2 separate regions of the Ovis aries genome follow, and region 2 is linked to region 1. A link is a contact called in public Hi-C data. All regions are on one chromosome and are shown on one strand. Each heading gives the region's core, a stretch centred on a gene start, on an enhancer-like site or on the middle of the called end of the contact. The rest is flanking DNA. Distances are from core to core; before and after follow the strand shown.

Region 1 (6,860 bases), core at 295-2,794:
ACTGAGCCACCAGGGAAACCCTACTCCAGCATTCTTGCCTGGAGAATTCCGTGGACAGAGGAGTTTGGAGGATTCCGTGGACAGAGGAGTCTGGCAGGGTACCAAACCCCAGGTCCCAGTCTATCCCTCTCCCTTCCTGCCTCCCCCTTGGCAGCCACAAGTCTGTCCTCTATGTCTTGTGAGTCTGTTTCTGTTCCACAGATGAGCTCCTTTTGTGTCACAGCTTAGATTTCACATAAAAGTGATATATATGGCCCTTGTCTTCCTTTTTCTGAGTTACTTCACATAGTATGATAATCTCTAGTTTCATCCATATTGCTGCAAATAGCATTATTTTGTCCTTTTTATGGCTGAATAGTATTCCACTGTATATATAACATGTAAGTTTCTATGAGTGAAAAGGTCTGATTTTCAACTGTTCTCCTCTCCATACACCACTGTTGGGAGTTCTTATTGGACAGTGAAATGAGTGACAAAGACATGTGGGAGGGAGGAAAAAAAAAATAAATGATTTCCCAGACCATTTATAATGTTTAGGGGTCCTTACACTCCACACGGGCCCCTGCCCCTCTACCCCTTCTCTCAGTGTGAACATGCAAAGCTGTTCACAGAGATATGCTGATGACTTTGAATCCTAGAGCCAGGAGAGCAGCAGAGGCTTCTGGAATTTGCCAGTGAGTGACCTTAGTTCTGTAATAATTATGAACCTAAAGCTGTTGGGTCTGAAATAACTTGATTTTCAAAACAATGCCTTATGTCTCGATCCCAGTCATTTTAATACTTGACAATTAAGGAGTGAAGACATTCTGTCCCACCTCCTCCCGATTTTTTCTTCAACAGCATATTAAGCAAAACATTACAATTCCCTTTCCAGCTCTCTAATGATGAGAAACTGAAATGAGAGGGCAAGTGTTATGCCTTTTGAGGTAGCATTTGTTCTCTGGCTTCACAAGAGACAGGAAGGTGGAGGAAATAACTATATTCTGAGGTGGAGGGGAAAAAAAAATCACTTCTCTTTGACAGAAACTGGAAAGCAGTTTCCTGTTAACCTTTATCACCAAGAAACAGCCTGGGAAACCCGGTGAGTTCCAGGGCTGTCTTATTATTGTTCTGTAATCCTGGATATTTAATTCATCCTGGACTTTCCATCTGTGCTAGGGAGCTGGTGAGTCAACAGTGCCCAGAGGAAAACAGACCTTGGACATCTCAATCCCACGCCAAGGCCCAGCACACGCTCGGAGAGAACTTCTAGGGAAATGGGGAAGGTTGACAGTGTCTGTTCAAAGTGGAGATCCCAGTTCTGTTCTTTTGGGCTTTCCTGGTGGCTCAGATGGTAAAGAATCTGCCTGCAATGCAGGAGACCTGGGTTTGATCCCTGGGTTGGGAAGATCCCCTGGAGAAGGGAATGGCTACCCATTCCAGTATTCTTGCCTGGGAAATCCCATGGATAGAGAAGCCTGGCAAGCTACAGTCCACGGGGTGGCAGAGTCCGGCACAGCTGAGCGACTAACACTTATCTGCTCTGGTTTTTCCTGAGAACTTTGTAAAAGGTCCTCCTTTGAGGCTCTAGATGGCGATGTTGCACTTCCTTACCTACCAGTGCGGACTGTCAGTGTTAGAGCGGGTTCACAAAAAACATTCCAGGTCTCCGGGTAAACCTAAGGAAACGGATGACGTCTCTCGTATTCAGAGGGTCTGTGTGGATGATTCCAAGTCTGATTCTGTATTAACCGAGGGGTCTGGATGCCTTGACATCTGGGGTCTTGCTTACCCTGTGGGCAATCCAATGCCTACAACCCCTTTCCTCGCCTGCCCCGGGAATTTCACACTCCAGGCTGCTATTCACCTTAATTATCTCAGAGCCAAGAAGTGGATAAATTGGGAGAGTCCACATACCCCCAGAGGCTGCTGAAGTTATTCAAACTAGCCAGTCCTAAGCCTGCTTATGGCGCCCGATCTATTCCTGCAGAAACCACAGTAACGGCTCTTGCCCACAGATATCTCACTCCCTCTGCTTCCTGGCTGAGCCCGGGGCTTCCCCAGGTGCTTTACTCTGCTGGGAACCTCTCCTCTTGGGAATCAACTAGCAGCCTCTCTTTTCAATGTTAGTCATTTCCTTATCTGTTGGCCCCAAGTACCTGAATAATAATAAGGCCTACACTCTAAAACAGGTTCTTCATGGGAACTTCCCTGGTGGTTTGGAGATTAAGAATCTGCCTTCCAATGCAGGGGATGCAGGTTTAACCCCTGGTTGGAAACCTAAGATCCCACATGCTTTGGGACAACTAAGCCAGTGAACCACAACCAGAGAAACCCACATGCCATAACAAAGATCCCACGTGCTGCAACTAAGACCCAATGCAGCCAAATAAATAAATATTTTTTCAAAAAACCTAAAACAGGTTCTTCAGCACATTTAATAGGGCTGAATCTTTTTCTTTATTCTCCCATGCGGTGCAGCTTGTGACATCTTAGTTCCCTGCCCAGGCACTGAACCCAGGCCCCGGGCAGTGAAAGCACCAAGTCCTAACCACTGGACTGCCAGGGAATTCCCAGTAGGACTGAATCACAGGGCTTCTTTTTGAGTCAAAGGAAACAGTGCTCTGGGCCACAGGCAAACCTGGCTCAGTACCATGACTGATGCCACACACAACCTGACCCAGATGATGCTAGTCTGAGGATATTTTATCAGATGGTCTGAAGTAGGAATATGTATGTGCTACGCTAGTACATGTCTGAGTGTATTCAATACTCAAGGCTCTGGAGCCTTCGGGGAGTCTGGTCCCCTTAACCTGTAGAAGCCTCAGGTGGCGGCAGACTGAACACCACTCTGCAGGATGACATCAGCTAGGGGCTCCTACGGGCCCCCTCGCTCCTCCTCTTCCCTCTCACATCCCCACTTGGCACTTGGGAATCACTGACTATTTACGGCAAGTGTTAATTAAATGGCCCAATGATTTCATTTCGTCATGAACACAAATGTCACATTTGGAAAGCTGGCTTTTGGTAGCAAAAAGGAGCGATAGTAATGAGAAGGATAATTAATACTGCTGTGAGTTTCTGCAGCCAAGTATCTCTGATGTTGAGAATTTCAACAGCGCTGAGAATCCTAACTGGGACACCCAGTTGAGATCTAGCAAGTTCTGGTTAGCAGACACCTCCTTTTAGGTCCACACCATCGTCGTTGCTGTGAGTGACAGGAACCAGCACTTGCTGTCTTAATCAGCCCGGAAAGATACCAACAGGCAGGTCGTGAACTCGGCTATAATGTCCCCCCTCCCAGATGACAGCTTCCTGGCATCTCCTCTCTTTTCTTTTTCTTCTCTGTAGCTCACTTTAGTTTATTGTTTGTGAAACTCTGGGTTTGAAGAGACACATCTAATTTCTACTTATTTTCCTACAAACAGGGTCGATGACCAGAGCTCCAAGAACACTTGGCTGGAGAATACACAATGAAAGGAACACCCAGACATGGAGGAATTATCCTGAGCACAAACTCAACTCCATTAGAAAAAAAAAAAAAGAAAAAAAGAAGGGGACTTCCCTGGCAGTCCAGTGGTAAAGATTCTGTGCTTCCAACGGAGGCACCATGGGTTCAATCCCTGACCGTAGATGAGATCCCACCTGTCTCGTAGTCAAAAAAAAAAAAAAAAAAAAACAAAAAACGAAAAAGGACAGAGCGACTTCTTTGGGTGAGTAGGCATATTTTTCCTTCTATCTTTTCTTGAACTATTTCTTTTTTTTCGTAATTGTGCTTGGTTGTTCTGGGTCTTTGTTGCTGTGTGTGGGCTTTCTCCAGCGGTGGCAAGTAGGGGCTACTCCCCAGTTGCAGTGCACAGCTTCTCATTGTGGTGGCTTCTCTTGTTGCAGAGCAGTCTCTAGGCACATGGGCTTAGCTGCCCTGTGGTATATTGGGACTTTCCGGACCAGGGATCAAACGAACCAGTGTCCCCTGCACTGCAAGGCGAATTCTTGACTGCTAGACCACCAGGGAAACCCTCTTGACCTATTTATTAAGTTTGACTGGTGGTCCCTACCAGAGGGTCACTGCTCTCAATTTGGGGAGCTTGCCTCATGGCATTAAACAATGATCTTGTCATTGAATGTGATCTTTGTCAAACACTGATCCCTGGGAGGCTTGTAGAGGATGTGTGAGGCATCAGGGGATGGGGAGAGATGAGGCTGGAGAGGCATGCACAAGTCAGGTCACCCAGGACAAGTGAGGGCAGCCTTAGCACGATAATGCATTGGGGGTCAAACGACAATCCTAGAAAGGTGCTCAGTGACAACATATAGAAGAGGGTGGGAGGGGCCAAGACCTGAAGCAGAGATGAACAAGGAGATTTCAGGATCAGCTGAGACTTATGAAGGTCCTAATTACAGACAGGGGCATGTACAGGGAAGGTAAAAGTGAAAATGTTAGTCACTCAATTGTGTCTGACTCTTTGTGACCCCATGGACTGTAGCCCACCAGGCTCCTCTGTTGATGCAATTCTCCAGGTAAGAATACTGGAGTGGGCTGTGATTCCATTCTCCAGGGTTATCTCCCTGACCCAGGGACTGAACCTAGGTCTCCTGCATTGCAGACAGATTCTTAATTATCTGAGCCACCAGGGAAGCCCATGGTAGGTAAAGGACAGAGCTATTTAAGATATATTAGATAAGAGGAATTCACAGATAAGAGGACAGAGAAGGGAACAGGTGGGAGAGAGCAGATGACATCCAGGCTGACTTTCAAGTTACTGGCTTGGGCTAAATGGGTGGTGGTGCCCGCTGCAGAGATAAGGAGGCATCAAAGCAAGAAGACCAGGTTTGGGGCAGAAAGATGATGACGTTATTTGATTCAGACAGGAGGGCAGAGAAGCGCCTGTGCAATTTGGTGCCCAGAGATCTCCAGTTACCATGGGGCTGATGGGACCAGACAATGGACCCTAGAGACTGAGGGATCAGTGGGACATGGGAAAGGGGGCAGCAAGCCCACCCTTCTGAACCTCTGCGCGAACAGAAGGGGGCATAGGAGGGGGAGCTGCAGGAGGAGGCAAGTCAGGGAGGGCATTTTCTTTTGTGAGGGTGAGAGTGCTGTGGATGTGGAGGGGAGGGGTCCGTGGAGAATAAGTGGCTTAAGATAGAGAAAAAGAGTGGAGACTGAGGGGAGTGAGCTCCCTGAGGTGGTGGGAGGCGCTGGAACCAGAAGGTTTGTGGACCTGCCAGCCTCAGATGATGGAATGAGGGGTGTGTGTGTGTGTATGAGGGAGAGGAAGAGGGAAAAAGGGATGGAGGTGGGACAAAGGGACCTTGGAAGTTGGAGGGTTTAATTTGTTCACTGATCTATTCTTAAATCCTCAAACAGCATCTACATCATACAAGCCCCCAATGAATATTCATAAACCAATAACCAAACCCATCAATGATGGTGAGTACTTAGCATGGAGTTCACAAGTTAGAAAGCTGTTGACAACCCGTAGTTGAAATGATAGGCTTTTGGCTCTTAATGTCCAGCAGTGATGCAGCTCAGAATGACAAAAAGGGACCAGCTAGACAGAGGCGTTTTCTCTGTAGAACAGGAGAGAGCACAGCACAGGGCAGAATGTCTCCATACTGGAGGTCCCTGTTGTCAGGAGATGGCAGGTCCCTCTCAAGAGGGACTAATGGCACACAGCTCTGCTTCCCTGTTTAAGACTCCCCTTCCATTTGCTAAGGTGGTTTCCAATGGGGCTGCCAAGCTTCGGGAGTGCAGGTTGTCCCCGCAGGGGGCGCTCTGTCCATGGTGCTGACTTGGGCAGTCCCAGAGCAGCAAGGTCAGGTCTGAGAGGGCTGCCTCTTTCACCAGCCCTCTCACCCAGTGCTGGGTGAAGTTGTCCTTTGCAGATAGACGCCAGGGCTGCAGATGAGGCCAAGCATGGGGCCGAAGATGGGTCAAGGATAGTGATCTCGACTCAGGTTCTCTGGCCCTGCCTGCACAGGGAGCAAAGGTGGGCTCCCTGATTAGCAATCTTGATGTCCCTTTTCATTTGTGAGAGGGAGACTGCGTGGTGCAGGGGGCAGGGCCCCAGGATAGGAGTCAGATCTGGCTGGACAGATATAGTAACTTACTAGCCATGCTGGGGAGAGAATTTACCTAAACATCTTGGTTCCCCATCTCCTTATCTTGATTAGGAAAAACAACAGCTGCTTCAAGGACTGTTGCAAACTAATTCACCCATAGTAACGGACAGTTGCCTTCTCTCTGACCTTTTTCCTTTTTAGGTAATTACTAAGACCCTGATCTTGCTGTGGCCATTCCTGGTCATTTGATTGATGAGAGTTGTAGGGATCAAGTCCCTTTGAGGCTAAATAACGGGTCAGTGATGGCAGGTTCTCAGCCCTCCTTCCTGTCATTCTGAGGCTGTTTGCAGCTGAATGCTGCTTCACACCCTCCAAGGACGTGAAAGACAGTGAAAGTTGCTCAGTCACGTCCAACTCTTTGCAACCCCAGGGACTCTACAGTCCATGGAATTCTCCAGGCCAGAATACTGGAGTGGGTAGCCTTTCCCTTCTCCAGGGATGTTCCCAAGCCAGGTCTCCCGCATTATAGGCGGATTCTTTACCAGTTGAGCCACCAGGGAAGCCCAAGAATACCAGAGTGGGTATCCCTTCTCCAGCGGATCTTCCTGACCCAGGAATCGAACTGGGGTCTCCTGCATTGCAGGCAGATTCTTTACCAACTGAGCTATCAGAGGGAAAAGTTTATTTCCTGGCTTAGAGGATGAAACAGAATTCTGCGAGTTCCAATTCACATTATTTATTAATATATTTGGGTCCTATTTTTAATTGGCTGAAAGGAGGAGCTAATTCTGCCTTCACTAGATGTTTTGAATATG
Region 2 (6,508 bases), core at 3,309-5,808, 300 kb after region 1:
AAAAGTGAGGGGATATATGTGTATGTATGGCTGACTGCCGGGAGAAATATCAATAATCTCAGAGATGCAGATGACACCACCCTTATGGCAGAAAGTGAAGAGGAATTAAAAAGCCTCTTGATGAAAGTGAAAGTGGAGAGGGAAAAAGTTAGATCATGGCATCTGGTCCCATCACTTCATGGGAAATAGATGGGGAAACAGTGGCAACAGTGGCAGACTTTATTTTCGGGGGCTTCAAAATCACTGCAGATGGTGATTGCAGCCATGAAATTAAAAGATGCTTACTCCTTGGAAGGAAAGTTATGACCAACCTAGATAGCCTATTCAAAAGCAGAGATATTACTTTGCCGACTAAGGTCCGTCTAGTCAAGGTTATGGTTTTTCCTGTGGTCATGTATGGATGTGAGAGTTGGACTGTGAAGAAGGCTGAGCGCCGAAGAATTGATACGTTTGAACTGTGGTGTTGGAGAAGACTCTAGAGAGTCCCTTAGACTACAAGGAGATCCAACCAGTCCATTCTAAAGGAGATCAGCCCTGGGATTTCTTTGGAAGGAATGATGCTAAAGCTGAAAGTCCAGTACTTTGGCCACCTCATGCGAAGAGTTGACTCATTGGAAAAGACTCTGATGCTGGGAGGGATTGGGGGCAGGAGGAGAAGGGGATGACAGAGGATGAGATGGCTGGATGGCATCACTGACTCAATGGACGTGAATCTGAGTGAACTCCGGGAGTTGGTGATGGACAGGGAGGCCTGGCATGCTGCGATCCATGGGGTCGCAAAGAGTCGGACACGACTGAGCGAATGAACTGAACTGGTAGCAGATTCATTTTGCTGTACAGTAGAAACTAATATAACACTGTAAAGCAACTAAACACCAATAGAAATTAATTTTAAAAATAAGTAAAAGCAAAGAAAAAAATGAGTTACTTATGAGGAAGTCAGTAGGGCTTGTTCAGTCAGCTTCTGGTCACCACCACTTCAAAGCCTCTTTCTTGGCGTTTGCCCAGTGCTTGGAGTCCATTTACTTTCCCAGTTGATTTTACAGTTCCAAAGCTTCTCCTGATTTTACTTATGTGCCTCCCAGACCCTGCTGATGGCTCCCTGGAAGTAGTTTCCACAGGGGGAGCACAGTGAATACGGCCCCTGCCTGTGACTCCCTCCCTGCCATCCGCACCCCCTCCATGGTCCATTCTTCCCCTCCAGGGACTGGGCCCACCAGCCCTTGCATGCACATATCAGCACTGTTCCCAGAGAGGATGGACTGTTCAGACTCTGAACAGTTACCTGTTGCAGGGGAAACAAACACCCCTTTCCCCACCTCTTATCCAGTATGCTAGGCACAGGGCCAGTCCATTCTATGCTTTCAATAGGTTTTCAAACATGCTCCTTTCAGTGGCTGCTTTGGTCGTGATTATCTCTTTAGGGTCTTGGCCTTTAAACACCTTATTTATTGTGAATTGTAAAACAGTATACCCTCTCAAGCTTTTTTTTTTTTTTTTTAAATACAAATTCTAGTTTTACTGGAATTTTTTCTTCTGGGAAAATCTCTCCCTGCCCCATTGAGAGATGCTACCACCCCCAGTGTGGACGGATTATGCGGGGACCTGGCCTGGTGCCATGGAACAGGAGCTCACAGCCCAGACGTCAAGGTAATTTCCAGACCTTGTTTTGTTTCCTGCATCCCCTTCACGAGTTCATGGGTTAAACCACATGAGCTGACCGGCTCCTGATGGCTTTATATAAACTGCACAGATTTTTCAGGAAACAAAAATAAATCTTGCTCGCTCCTAACAGAGCAGGGGCGATATTCTCTATGAGAGAGAGGAATAGTTGAAATGGCTCTAGAATGGATGGCAGTTTGGATTGTGTAACCCAAACAGCCAGCATAAAATTGTAAAACTCTGCCTCAGGGGCAGATGGCTGCTGGGAGGATATTTATAGCAGGGACCTAGAAATAACTGTAATAGAAAAGCCTCCTGAGTAACAGAAGACAGGACTTCAGGTAGCTCTGGTCTAGAAGATATTCTTGTTTTTGTCTGAAATTCTGGAGGGCTGCGCATCCCCTAGCACGCGGGAGAGAATAGCCAGTATACTCACAGAGTATGCAAAAGTTAACCCTCGCATAGGTTTGTGCTGCACAGGCCCGATAGACAGGAAGTGGAAACAGGAAGGGAAGAAGTAAGATTAGCAGAAGCATGGGTGAGGCATTTCACACCACGTGCTGAGAGATGCAGGGAGAGAGCCTGAGGACACTCCGGAATCAGCATCATGGTGGTCATCATATCAGGAAGGGGCTGCTTTGCAGGGATGTGCATGGGGCAGGGGCAGGAAACACAGAATGGGGACACAGAGATTGGGGTCTGGGTTCAAATAAGGATGCAATTACCCAGCCCCTCTGTGCTAAAGCCTTCAACAACTGGCCAAGGAGGAGGGAACCAGACTACAATGGACCTGTGTACGATTTGTGATTTTTTTTCTCTGTTTCTAAGTTTATGAGCTGTATCGAGCATACTTTGTTAGCATGGGTTCAGGACTCTGTAGTACATCTTTTGGTTACTGTTATAAATTTTCAAGCTTCAGTTCTCATTACAGAGAAGCACTCAAATTAAAGCACCCAAACCAACACCGAAGTCACCACTCTTGGATCCTGTCAGTGTAGATTGGCAAACCATGAAATGTCTCCAAAGGTCTTAAAAGTATAAGGCATGAATGAGACTGCAAGAAAGAGAGGGAAGGTTGTTCAGATTCCTAAAGGGGCGCTCTTTATGTACTTAATGTCTTAAGTAAGTCATTTTATCTTTTAGAAATCACTAAAAAGCCATCAGGTGGTTCCTGCATACGTGTGTGAATGTATGTATATGTATACAGTAGACAAGGTAGTGCCACCCAGCATTCAAAACAAAACAAAACAAAGCAAAACACTCCTATAAGCGCATGAGAAAATAGCTCCGTGGGAAAACTGCACCGTGTGTGTAAGGATTTTTTTTTTCTAAGAGAACTGATTGAACTGATTTTCCCAATCTTAGTTTTCCTATGAGTGTATCTTTCTTCAATGCCTGCCTCATTCCAATGGGAGAACCAGAGAGGAGCTTGTTTTTTCTTATTTGCCGTCCAGCTAGCATATCATTATGGAGAAGGCGATGGCACCCCACTCTAGTACGCTTGCCTGGAAAATCCCATGGACAGAGGAGCCTGGTAGGCTGCAGTCCATGGGGTCACTACTAGCTGGACACGACTGAGCGACTTCACTTTGACTTTTCACTTTCATGCATTGGAGAAGGAAATGGCAACCCACTCCAGTGTTCTTGCCTGGAGAATCCCAGGGACGGGGGAGCCTGGTGGGCTGCTGTCTATGGGGTCGCACAGAGTCGGACACGACTGAAGTGACTTAGCAGCAGCAGCAGCAGTAGCAGCATATCATTAAGATTTATCACATGCATCTTTAAGTCCTCAACTGGAACTGCCAATGTTATTAACAACCCACACTACTCACTTAGAAGATAATTAACAGACTAGTCCAAGCACAGCTTCTCTAGAAGGTACAACTCTCCACTATTTATAGAAACTTCTCCCCAGTTGTTTTCATCCTCTTAGCAAGTGATGCCTTATATTCAGCTCAATGCCACCTCAGGATCTCCTGATCATGTGTGTGATTAAACCTAAGGAAAAGGTGACTTTTGGTGAAGGAAACGGTAATCCACTTCAGTATTCTTGCCTGGGAAGTCCCATGGACAGAGGAGACTGGTGGGCTACAGACCACGGGGCGGCAAAGAGTTGGACACGACTGAGTGACTGAGCACACGGATGACTTCACATTCCAGACACATTCATCTCTCATACAGCAAGTTCATCAGGCAGGATGTAACTGGTCCAGGGCATCACACCCCAAACCAGGCAGGTTCCTCATGTCTGTTCTGTGCTGCACTTGCTGATGGGGACTCCCGGCCACGGAGACCCAGGAAGAAGACAGTGATTATGTGACTATTCAGCTCTCCATTTCCCTCTTCAAGTTGAATAACGGTAGCCCAACCTGCTTGTGGACAGAGAACATAGGAGTTTACCTGAAACTGCGTAGGACGTTTTGATAGCCTCAGGCACACCCAGTCACACCCCAGTTTGCAGCAATAGGACCAGACAGACTGGGAGCGACTGTGGCCTACCACGGGAATGGACCCTGAAGCCGGCTTTGAGGGGAGATACCAAGGCAGAACACAGACCTGGAGGTGGGTGTGAGATCTCTGACAACAGGGGCCATGTCTGATTCCCACTGTATCTCTAGTACCTGCTCAGAGCCTCGAACATAGTAACCCTCCTTAGAGCTTATCAAGGGCATCAGCAAAGCTGGAGTTTTTCACTGTGATCTCATGGGAGGAATTCAAAGGGAAATCACATGGTATCCAAACAGCTCAGTGGAGGACACTTTCAGGGACCCGGAAGTTAGCAATATCTAGTGATCAGAGGCACTTGGGGGTAGTCTGCATCAGATAGTGGGGTCCTGAGACCAAGCTCAGATTATAAAGGCCTTGGAGAGTGTCTGGTGAGACCAAGGCAGGACAGTAGGAGTGGACTGGTTATCAAGAGCAGGGCAGAGGCCTGCACAGGGAGAAGGATCTGGAAGTTGGAGGAAGCTGAGTCATGAGAGCTGGACTCTGAGATCAGCACCAGAGCAGCAACGTGGTTGACGCAACGTGCTGTTGTGTCCAAGAATGTTTGGCGAGAAACAGAGCTTCCTGCATCACTGCATCACTTCTGTTAAGTTTCCCAGGCCAGGGCCAGAGTCAGGGCCTGGGGAGGGCCATGGGTAAAGAAGAGGAGGTGCAGAGGCTGTGACATGATAGTCCCTGCATTCCTGATCCCGGTCAGGTCAACCTCTCCAGCCACAGCACAACTCAGTAGTTTATGGAAACTGCCTTTCTAGTTGATTTATAATTGTTTTCTTCCCCTCTGCACAAAGTGCATTTAGGTTAAAAACCAGGCGGCATATAAATAAACTAATTGAGATCATAAGCACTAAGATTTTACTGTCCTTTCATAAATTTGAAGTTTTAGAGTCTTCTCAAGGCAGAGGCAATATAAGATTCCAGGCTTTGCCTGTTGCAAAAACTGTGACCCTAAATCTAATAGGGTAAAAGGGAGGTGATAATTACCTAGAGAAATTAATCAAAGAACAACACCTAAATCCTCCAAGGAATCGTGAGGCTCACCTGTCTTCTAAAGAAAACACACACACCTTCACACTTACACCCACTCACACTTACACACACAGTAGAAGTTTTGACTGGACAAGTGGGACCTGATTGTAATCACTGTTTTCTGAAAAAGCAATATGTTTATAGGCAATGAATACATGTCATTGGCTTCAACAATTTTGTAAATATAACCAGAAAAGAAATTAGCAGAGAGCTAAGAGGAGTTTTGACGACGAATCTTGCATTTCATCGTTTAGTAAAATACTAGGTGTTCCCTTAAAATTGCAGGTCGAAGGACTGCCTGGGTGGTCTACGTGGTTGAGACTCTGTGCTCCCAGCGCAGGGGGCACGGGTTTGATCCCTGGTTCAGGAACTAAGTTCCTTCATGCCACAAGGCATGCTCCCTCCTCCCCAAAAAGTATATCTAGGTTTGATATCCTAGAATGTTCAGTCACACTTGCCCTCGAAAGCCTCTCAAAGGCAGCCTTCTTTCCCTCACCGTTCACTGCCACCTAGTGAATTTATGTGGAAAATAAACCAGAGCTAGAAAGGAAATGCTTTTTAAAAGGAAGATGGCTTTAACCATACACTTCAACTGTCAAATTGTAAAGGGTGCCTGGAGCAGGAAGGTGGAAGCTCTTGCCAAAAGGGCTGTGGAGGAGATAATGAAATTCAAACCACTGGAGCAGAACATATAAATGAAGCCGCTGTCCAGTGGAGCCTTCTGGAAAGAGCAGGTTGAGGTCAGCAATTCGTGACAGCACGGGGCTGCCAATCAGGACAGTCTGGCTCAACAGAATCATCTGTTCCTTTGCCCGCCCCTTGGTCGACCCCAAAGGCAGGGACACGTGTCACATTGCCCTATGCACAGATGGAAAGTTAACAATAGAGGAGAAAGGTGTTTGGCATAATGCTGTGGCCGGTGCTATAACTCCAGAGTTTGTGCATGGAAGGCATGAAAACTATGTTAACCAGGCCCCCTGGGGGGATGATCACAGAAGTGGGGGAAGTGTAATCAGAATGGAAATGTAATGATGTGCAGCTTTCCTAACCCCAGCTCTTGCCTTGACCAGCCTCCCTGCAGTGTGAACACAAAAGGCTGCAACCTCCCACATGGAGAGCCAGCCAGGGTAACCATCTACTGTTCATCTACTACTCCTCCATCATTCCACACACACAACTGCAGGCGAGAGGTGCATGGATACCAGTTCAGTGAGTGCTACTGTGTGGCTCAACCTGGTCCTTGTGCTTCAGAATCCACCTTACCTCTCTCTCTACTGGGATCATGAGAGCCCTCAGCCCTGCCCAGATTCTCGGG

The links. Hi-C and Micro-C count contacts between places; a contact is called where the count stands out from the background.
Region 2: a Hi-C map of hypothalamus shows a contact between it and region 1, with 9 times the contacts expected there. The contact joins two enhancer-like sites. A contact is called at or near these places in 8 of 16 Hi-C or Micro-C datasets (hypothalamus, liver, mesenteric adipose tissue and 4 more).

Annotation. Positions count from the first base shown.
Region 1 is chr13:27,835,272-27,842,131 of ARS-UI_Ramb_v3.0, forward strand. All of the region lies in intron 5 of FRMD4A (FERM domain containing 4A), which reads right to left. Among named protein-coding and RNA genes, the nearest start is that of TRNAE-CUC, 170 kb to the right of the region's middle. Within about 2 kb of position 1,545, at least 11 of the 54 cell types and tissues checked have an H3K27ac peak or open chromatin away from gene starts, as enhancers often do.
Region 2 is chr13:28,136,148-28,142,655 of ARS-UI_Ramb_v3.0, forward strand. All of the region lies in intron 2 of FRMD4A (FERM domain containing 4A), which reads right to left. Among named protein-coding and RNA genes, the nearest start is that of TRNAE-CUC, 130 kb to the left of the region's middle. Within about 2 kb of position 4,559, at least 8 of the 54 cell types and tissues checked have an H3K27ac peak or open chromatin away from gene starts, as enhancers often do.